Regions from separate parts of the Ovis aries genome. Here regions 2 and 3 are each linked to region 1. The links are chromatin contacts, called in public Hi-C maps. All regions are on one chromosome and are shown on one strand. Each heading gives the region's core, a stretch centred on a gene start, on an enhancer-like site or on the middle of the called end of the contact. The rest is flanking DNA. Distances are from core to core; before and after follow the strand shown.

The links. Hi-C and Micro-C count contacts between places; a contact is called where the count stands out from the background.
Region 2: a Hi-C map of liver shows a contact between it and region 1, with 7 times the contacts expected there. The contact joins two enhancer-like sites. A contact is called at or near these places in 10 of 16 Hi-C or Micro-C datasets (blood, hypothalamus, liver and 3 more).
Region 3: a Hi-C map of liver shows a contact between it and region 1, with 2.0 times the contacts expected there. The contact joins the promoter of CAB39 here to the enhancer-like site in region 1. A contact is called at or near these places in 6 of 16 Hi-C or Micro-C datasets (blood, liver, muscle and 1 more).

The regions. Positions count from the first base shown.
Region 1 is chr2:232,608,322-232,611,032 of ARS-UI_Ramb_v3.0, forward strand. The region is part of intron 4 of CAB39 (calcium binding protein 39); the gene reads left to right. Among named protein-coding and RNA genes, the nearest start is that of ITM2C, 53 kb to the right of the region's middle. Within about 2 kb of position 1,325, at least 23 of the 54 cell types and tissues checked have an H3K27ac peak or open chromatin away from gene starts, as enhancers often do. A contact at or near this core is called in liver, where this site is marked.
Region 2 is chr2:232,480,935-232,483,645 of ARS-UI_Ramb_v3.0, forward strand. No RefSeq gene overlaps it. Among named protein-coding and RNA genes, the nearest start is that of CAB39, 54 kb to the right of the region's middle. Within about 2 kb of position 1,402, at least 8 of the 54 cell types and tissues checked have an H3K27ac peak or open chromatin away from gene starts, as enhancers often do. A contact at or near this core is called in liver, where this site is marked.
Region 3 is chr2:232,534,560-232,537,270 of ARS-UI_Ramb_v3.0, forward strand. CAB39 (calcium binding protein 39) reads left to right here and starts at 1,358. Exons shown (of 9, transcript XM_027965309.2): 1 at 1,358-1,738.

The sequences.
Region 1 (2,711 bases), core at 75-2,574:
CTTCCAAGGAATAAGTGTCTTTTAATTTCATGGCTGCAGTCACCATCTGCAATGATTTTGGAGCCCCAAAAAATAAAGTCAGCCACTGTTTTCCACTGTTTCCCCATCTATTTGCCATGAAATGATGGGCCCAGATGCCATGATCTTCATTTTCTGACTGTTGAGCTTTAAGCCAACTTTTTCACTCTCCTCTTTCACTTTCACCAAGAGGCTTTTTAGTTCTTCTTCACTTTCTGCCATAAGGGTGGTATCATCTGAATTACTGAAGTTATTGATATTTCTCCCGGCAATCTTGATTCCAGCTTGTGCTTCATCCAGCCCAGTGTTTCTCATGATGTACTCTGTTGTCTAGGTTCAAAATGATGATTTCCTAATTCTCTTATTCCTTCTCTATATATCAATGTTTCATGACTTCTGTAGGAAAGACAGAATACATGCTTGCCTTTTTTCTACATTATCATTTTTTAGTATAATCAGTTGATGCCCTAGCCACTTTCTTAAGTCAGCAATGAGTATGTTATTGTTTTAAGCATCATTATGCATTTAAGCATCAAACCTGAAGTTTTAATCAGGTTTTAAAATATGTTTGATGTGCCTCAAACCCTTTCAGTCATTGTGACCATGCTTTTATGTCCAGATTGCCCCATCTTGGGCTCGCCTTCAAACTGGCCCCCGTGTCCTCTTGGCAAGGCCCCCGTAGCCTCTGATAGCCTCCCTGCTGTCTGGCACAAGACACCCAGTGCTCATTTTGTATGGGTTTCTTCCTCAGACCTAGAAACAGGCATTTTTTCCAGTAATTCTTTTTTTCCAATTCAGGAGCTTAAAATGATTCTTCTTGCTAATTACACAGACTCACATCTGGACTTCCCCACGTCACAGCAACGCCCTGTGATTTTTGTTTTTGTTTTTTTTTTTTTTCCAGAAATTCCCTGGAGGTCCAGTGGTTAGGACTCAGCACTGCTGAGGCCTGTGTTCAGTCCCTGGTCAGGGAACTAATGAAAACCATGCAACACAGCCAAAAAGGAAAAAAAGAAGAAAGAAATTTTCCTTCACTTGTTTATTAATTAGTTCAGACTGTTTTCAACACAATGTGATTATCCACTCAGGCTACAAGTATTCTGATGTTAGACATTTTGAGGAGTGACGCTGCTGGTATTAGTGTGCCTTTGGAAAAAACCGTGTTACTTGTGTTAGCCTGCATCTGGAGGCAGTCATTTTTTCACTGGCGATTTAAATGTTAATGTGCTCTCCTGCCTAGTGCTAACAGGTTGTACAGCATAACTGTTTGCCTTGTGCTCGGTGGTTTATGGTTTAATCATTTAAGGCCAGCTTGACAAACGGCCATCAAAACCTGCCCGACTTGTTGTACCAAACTGTCTCGCCCTCCTCTGTCTAGTCTCCTGCCTGTTTGAGAGTGGCAGGGAGGAAGCTGTGTGCGCGGCCATTTTGTGAGCAGACGTTTTAGTCACCTCGGAGCCTGTCACCATTCTAGCTGCCATGCCGCCAGTGGCACAGAGGAATGTGGTTTTGGTGGTGGTGAGGGCGTGTGATGAACACGTGTACAGCAGGAGGACAGTCCTACCGGAGAACACTCGCAGAGGGTTTCGGGGGTGAAATGCGGGTCAGTCAGAAAGGCAAGGCTTGCCAGCAGAGGTGGATGTAGGCTTGAGGCTCCAGATGGTTTCAGATTTGCACAGGCATCAACAAGAGAGTTAGGGGCAGAATGAGCACAGTGACTGGCAGCGGTGGGGGGATCAGAAGGTCTTGTGGCGTAGTGGGGATGGTGGCGCACCAGAGACGTTGCTGTGACGGGAAGCCCAGACGTGAGTCCGTGTAATTAGCAGGAAGAATCATTTTAAGCTCCTGAGTTGGGAAAGGCTGCTGATGCGCTTGGATGGAGGAGTCTGGTGGGCTGCAGTCTGTGAGGTCGCTGAGAGCCTGACACGACAGGGCCACTTCACTTTCACTGATAGACTAGTCGGATAGATTTGTTAAGGCAGAGTTTGAACAAAGATACTGATTAGGGGCACTCAGGTGACCAGGGATGACTTCATGCAGCACTGGATACAAGAAAATGAAACTGAAATATTGCAGAGGAGCATTAGAAAGGAGTGCTGACGCTGAAGATGGGAAGACTGGGAGTGGACAAAGAGGGCAGTGTTCAGATCTGTGTGGTTCAACACTGTTCTTACTAACAGCATGTAATTATTTATTTTAAATTTAAATGACATTTAAAATTCAGTCCCTCAGTCATAGTAGCCAGATGTCAAGTGCTCAGTAGCGGGCAAAGATAGAGAACATTTCCATTATCAAAGAAAGTTCTGTAAGACCTGTTTTAGACCCGGATATCTGAAGCAAAATAGTGATGCTATATTAGACACATCCAGTTTATGGCATTGTCCAAAAGCAACAGAAAATAACTTCACTACAGTTCAGGGTGGATCTGGGCTGGGGCAGTTTGGGAGCCATGGTGGGAACTGTGAGATCTTAGGGGTCAGAGCAATGGAAGAAAGACTTCAGCCAGGCAAGAAATAAGAACAGAGGAGGTAGAAAGGAGAACTGGGGGTCTTGCTTTCATTTTTTAAAGAAAGAGATGCAGAGGTCTGCACTGTCCAGAAATTAAAAGCAGAATTTGTATTAGAAGATCATTTGTTTTAGCCACGAGGTCTTTGGATTCAGTGGCAGGAAACTGAAGGTGGCTGTGAGTGGGG
Region 2 (2,711 bases), core at 152-2,651, 130 kb before region 1:
CCACCGAGGGGGGCTTTAAGACAGACCTTTGGAAAGCTAGATATGAAAAGGGCTTGCATCAACATCCACAGAATCTAAAGATTGGAGGTTGTCGCTGAACTCCCGCTGTGAGTCGTAAGAAGCTGGCAGCTTGCAAGAAGAGGCATAACCTGAGTGGGAACGGGAATGGCTATAACTTGGAGAGCCTGACAGGACAAAAATGGGTGTGCATCTCCCAGAGGCCAGAGCTAGACTTGAGGAAGGGAGCTGGACCAGGTCTTCCTGAGAGAGAGTCTGCCCAGAGAACCACAGCGACGTACAGCAGGAGATTGAAACAGAAAGCAGAGGTCAGGGGGTGGCAGTGGGGGGCACCTACTGATAATCAGTTGGCCAGCAGGGGGAGCCATTGCCCACTTCAAGGGAACTGCAGGGGCAAGACACCTGGCAAGGTTAGAATCCCTGAAAAGCAACCCCCTCAAAAAATTGCTCCCTGAGAAAACTAGTCACAGCAACTGACATCTCTACCATGCAGAGACGGCCAGAGCCAAATTACAAGGGAGCCAGTCAGGTCACGCCTTTCCTGCCACTTTTGTCTCCTCTACTGCAGCCCTGCAGAGACCAACCAGAGCAGGTAGTAGAGAGGGAAAAACGGAGACAGAGAGACAAACCAGGTTGTCTTCCTGCTGGTGTCCAGACCACGGAAGGCCTCAGCTAGTGGCATGGGAAGGATTTAAGGACAATAAAGTATCAACCATGATGAGACTATTTTTGACCGTTGAGAGGAGTGAGTCTTCTCTTGTGATTAAAAAGGCCTGGAAAACCTGTGGCCCTTCCCTAGATCTTAACCCATTCTAGTGAACACTCACGACCATACCCCTTGGATTTCACCCTGTGCAGGAAGACCGTGTTGCCAATACCTGCAACTCTGGCTGAGGGCTTTTATCCAAGCCTTGAGCAAGGCAAACCGGGCGTGCCACAGAACTCACGTATCTGGAAGCAGTCCTCAACCAGGGAGGAGCAGGAGGCTGCTGCTTAAGTACCAAGCCCCACAGCTGGCGTGGCTCTCGATTCCCGGCCAGAAAAGTCACTCTTCACTGGCTCACTCCCCTTCCTGTCTCACCTCCTCACTCCTCCTACCTGTGTGTTCTGGGCTGGTCTCCATATGAACAGCTTGCACTCAAATTCTGCCTCAGAGTCTGTTTCTGGGGAGAGGCAAACCAAGAGACCAGAAAAAAGATAAGATGATCTCAAAGAGCAGGTTTGAGTTGTCATGAGGGGACAAATGGCGCCTTGCAGCTTATCCAGTCAACACATCAGTCACACTGGTGTTCTGGATGTCCTCATCGCTGGGCTTCCTGTCTAACACCCGGGGACGGGAGGCCTTGGGGTTTTTCCACTCCCTTCTGCATGCTCATCAGATCTTGAAACTGAATCTGAATAGAGTCAGATACTCATCACACCACTCATGACTTCTTCCTGCCTACCGAACCCTCCACTTCCTCTCCCGCTGTCCTCGGAATGGGATGGACTGTACATGGGGTGGGGCTCACATGATGCACCGTTCATCAGGTTGGACTTGGTGACTGACCAGTGTCAGGGACACTAGCTCTGATCAGCCCTGACTTACCTTGCCTTTTTATTTTCCTGTTAAAGTGTAATTTACTCACAGTAAAATGTAATCATTTTCGAGTTCTTTTACTTTTACCTTGCTTTCCAAATAAACTTTATTGTGGACTATAATTCAATGATTAGGAGAGCATAAAACACATATCTGGGTGGATGAATTGTCATGAAGTGGACAAACATATAACAAATTATACGATCATACACCACCACCAAGGTCAAGCAATGCCACCACACTTGTTTTCAGCTTTGCCATTTAGGACTGTGATCCATCTTAAACTAATTAATATATTGTGAGAGGTAAGGGTCAGGATTATTTTTTCCCCATTCAATTGATCCACATCATTTATTGACAAAAGTCTTTCTTTACTGACTTACCATGGAGCTTTTGCCATAAATCAAGAACCATATATGTGAGGACAGTATTTTTTAAGTCCAATTTTTTAAAATATATATTTGGATTATTTATTTATTTGGTTGCACCAGTTTTTAGTTGCGGCATGAGAGATCTTAGTTCCCTGACCAGGGATCAAACACCAGACCCCTGCATTGGGAAGACTGCACGAAGTCTTAGCCACTAGACTAGACCACCAGGGAAGTCCAGGACAGTTTCTTGATTCTCTTTTCTATTCTGTCTATCTGTTTGCCTATTCTTGCACCACCACCAGACGGTCTTAATTGTTGTAGCTTCATAGTAAGTCTTGAAATCAGGTAACGTGTCTTTCATCTTTGTTTTTATTCAGAATTGCCTTGCTTGTGTGCTAAGTCACTTCAGTCGTACCCGACGCTGTGCAACCCTATGGACTTTAGCCTGCCAGGCTCCTCTGTCCGTGGAATTCTCCAGGCAAGAATATTGGAATGGGTTGTCATTTCCTTCTCCAGGGGATCTTCCCAACCCTGGAATCAAACCCACGTCTCTTATGTCTCCTGCACTGGCAGGCAGGTTTTTACCACTAGCGCCACCTGGGAAGCCCAGCATTTCCTTGGCTATTCTAAATTATTTTAATTTCCACACAAATTTCAGAATCATCATCTCAATTACCACAAAGTAACCAGTTAGGATTGTTACTGGGATTGCCCTGAATCTATAGGCAGATTTCGAAAGAACT
Region 3 (2,711 bases), core at 108-2,607, 74 kb before region 1:
GGCTACAGTCCATGGGGGTTGCAAGGAGTCAGACACGACTGAGCAGGCACGCATGCACCCTTCGTGGGAGCACTGTAAATAACAATACCCTGGCTCTCTCCCCTCCTTAGCCTGTGAGGTTTTTCTCCACAGCACTGAAAGCCATCTGAAGTAATATATTCAGTAAATCAATCAATCACACGCAAACTTTACAGGACACCCTGTATTCTCTATGGGTGGTGGGTGGTTTAGTCACTAAGTCCTGTCGGACTCTTTGCCACCCCATGGACTATAGCCGGCCAGCCTCCTCTGTCCATGGGATTTTCCAGGCAAGAATACTGGAGTGGGTTGCCATTTCCTTCTCCAGGGGAGCTTCCTGACCCAGGGATCCAACCCGGGTCTCCCGCACTGCAGGCAGATTCTTTACCGATTGAGCTACCAGGGAGATCCAAAGTCATATACATGTTGGTTTATTTATTGTCTTCAGTTCAGTCGCTCACTCGCATCCGACTCTTTTCGACCCCCATGGACTGCAGCATGCCAGGCTTCCCTGTCCATCACCAACTCCCGTTTACTCAAACTCATGCCCATTGAGTCAGTGATGCTATCCAACCATCTCATCCTGTCGTCCCCTTCTCCTCCTGCCTTCAATCTTTCGAAGCAGGGAATGTTCTGTTCACTGCCCCACCACCTAGAATAGTGCCTGCCACACAGTAGAAGTCCCCAAATACCTGCTCGATTACAAAATAAGCAAAGCAATTGAAAGAAATGAAGATACACATGTATGGTAACAGATACAGAGTCTGTTGTCAGAGTTTGCAATGCATTATTTCGTTTATCCTCATTAGCCTATTATATATTATACTTTTGTGCGACTATGTGTGAAGGAACCTAGGAATAAGGACAGGAAATAGTCCAGAAGGACTAAACGGTGAAGTGGAGACTGAAATCCAGGCTGTTCGATCACTTTCTATGCGCTTTCTCAGAGGATGCTAAAAATGAGGGTTCTCTCTCCCTCGGAAGTATAAAGGAGTCTACACAAGTCGGCGCCAGATCTTTTAGCAGAAATAAAGCTCTGTTAAGAGTTCGGGAAGTGGTCGGAGAAAGTGGACGTAGAATTCCTGCAGGAAGAAGTGGTTGCACAGAAAAGGTGGGGCTGAGCGCCAAGGTTTAAGTGGCAGGTGAAAGGGGAGGAACCCTGGTCCTCGGCTTCCGCTTTTGTCTGCGCCCCTTCCCGCTTCGGCTCTGCGAGGATTCCTACGCGCCCCCGCCCTGAGTCCGCCCGTCCGCCTGGGGGCGCCCGAGGCCAAAGGCGTGGGGCGTGGGGCGGGGTGTTGCGGCGCCGCCCGACGTCGTGCCCTCCGCGGCTGCGCAGTTCGCACGTCAAAGCCGGGCTCGGGCCGGGAACGGGGGTTTCGGGGAGCGGCGCGGCCTGGGGACCGTCTGAAGCTCCGGGAGCCGGGAGAACGCGAAGGCAGCAGCCGGCCCCGCCGCAAAGCCGCAGCCCGAACGAGTGAGCGAGAGCAGCAGCAGTGCGGCGGCCGCCGCGGGAGCCTCTGGGCCGCCGTCCTCCCGCGCAGCCGCCGCCGCCGCCGCAGGATCCTGTCGCCGGGAGCAGGAGCGGGCGGAAGACAACGGAGGGGCCGAGCGCCCAAGCCGCGCCGCGGGGACCGAGCGAGCAGCCCGAGGCGGCGGCGGCCGCTGAAGACGGGGACGGCGACGACGCAGAGGCGGAGAGGGAGCCGCCCGGCCCAGCCCCGTGAGTGCCCCGCCGGCCCGACCCCGCTCGCGACGCGGACGCCAAGCCTGGCTTCCGCCTCCCTGCGGCCCCGGCCCGGCCCCGACCCCGAGGCTGCCTCCATTTTCTCCGGTTGGCTGTGGCGGTTTCCACACCCCCACCCAGGCCCAGGAGTCGGCGGGAGCGGCCCCTCCTGCCCGCTCTCCGCCCGGCCCGGGCCCCTCGCGGGAGCCTTCCCCGTCCCCCGTCCCTCCCGCAACCTCGTTCTAGCCGGCGCGGCGCCCAGGGGCCTGCGGCCCGGGGCTCCGGGGACCCCATGCGTCCCTGCCCGCCCTTCGCGGTTCTCTGGCGGGGCTGTCGGCGCCCGGGTTTGGGGGGGAAGGGCGTCCGGGGCCCGGCCGAGCCAACTGTCACTCCCACCGCACCAGGGCTCTGGGCCGCCGCGCTCCTCGCCCCCTAGTAAACTTCCCTGTGACCCGGAGGCGGGCGAGCATCTCTGCGATCTTCCTCTCGGGAACACCGCCTAACCGATTTCTGGTTAGGGAATGGTGCGGCCGGAGCGTTCCCCCGGGTTCGGTTGGACCAACCTGCGCGCTGACCCTGCTTGCAGGCGCCATCCCCGCCCTCCGGTCGGTCGGCGCCGGAGGGATTCAAAAGGTGAGGCCGGGCCCCGGGGGCCCCCGTCCCACCCTCCCCCCAACCCCGGGGGGTACATTAGACGCTCTCGGTGCGGGAGATAAGGCATGATACCGGGCCTGTGAAAGACCTACAGAATGCTAAGAAAGGTACCCGGGAGAGACCGGGACCGATCGATCACACCCTTCGGCCTAGTAGAAATCTGGAAGACTTCCTGGGCGAGGCGGTACACAGCCGATCTTGAAGTCCCTTGTGGGGATTTGGGAGAGAGGAAGGTTTGCAGAAGAGAACAGTGTGTGGAGGGGCAGCAAAGCCGGAGAAGGACAAAGGTAAAAAGGTACAGTCTAGGAATAGTAGG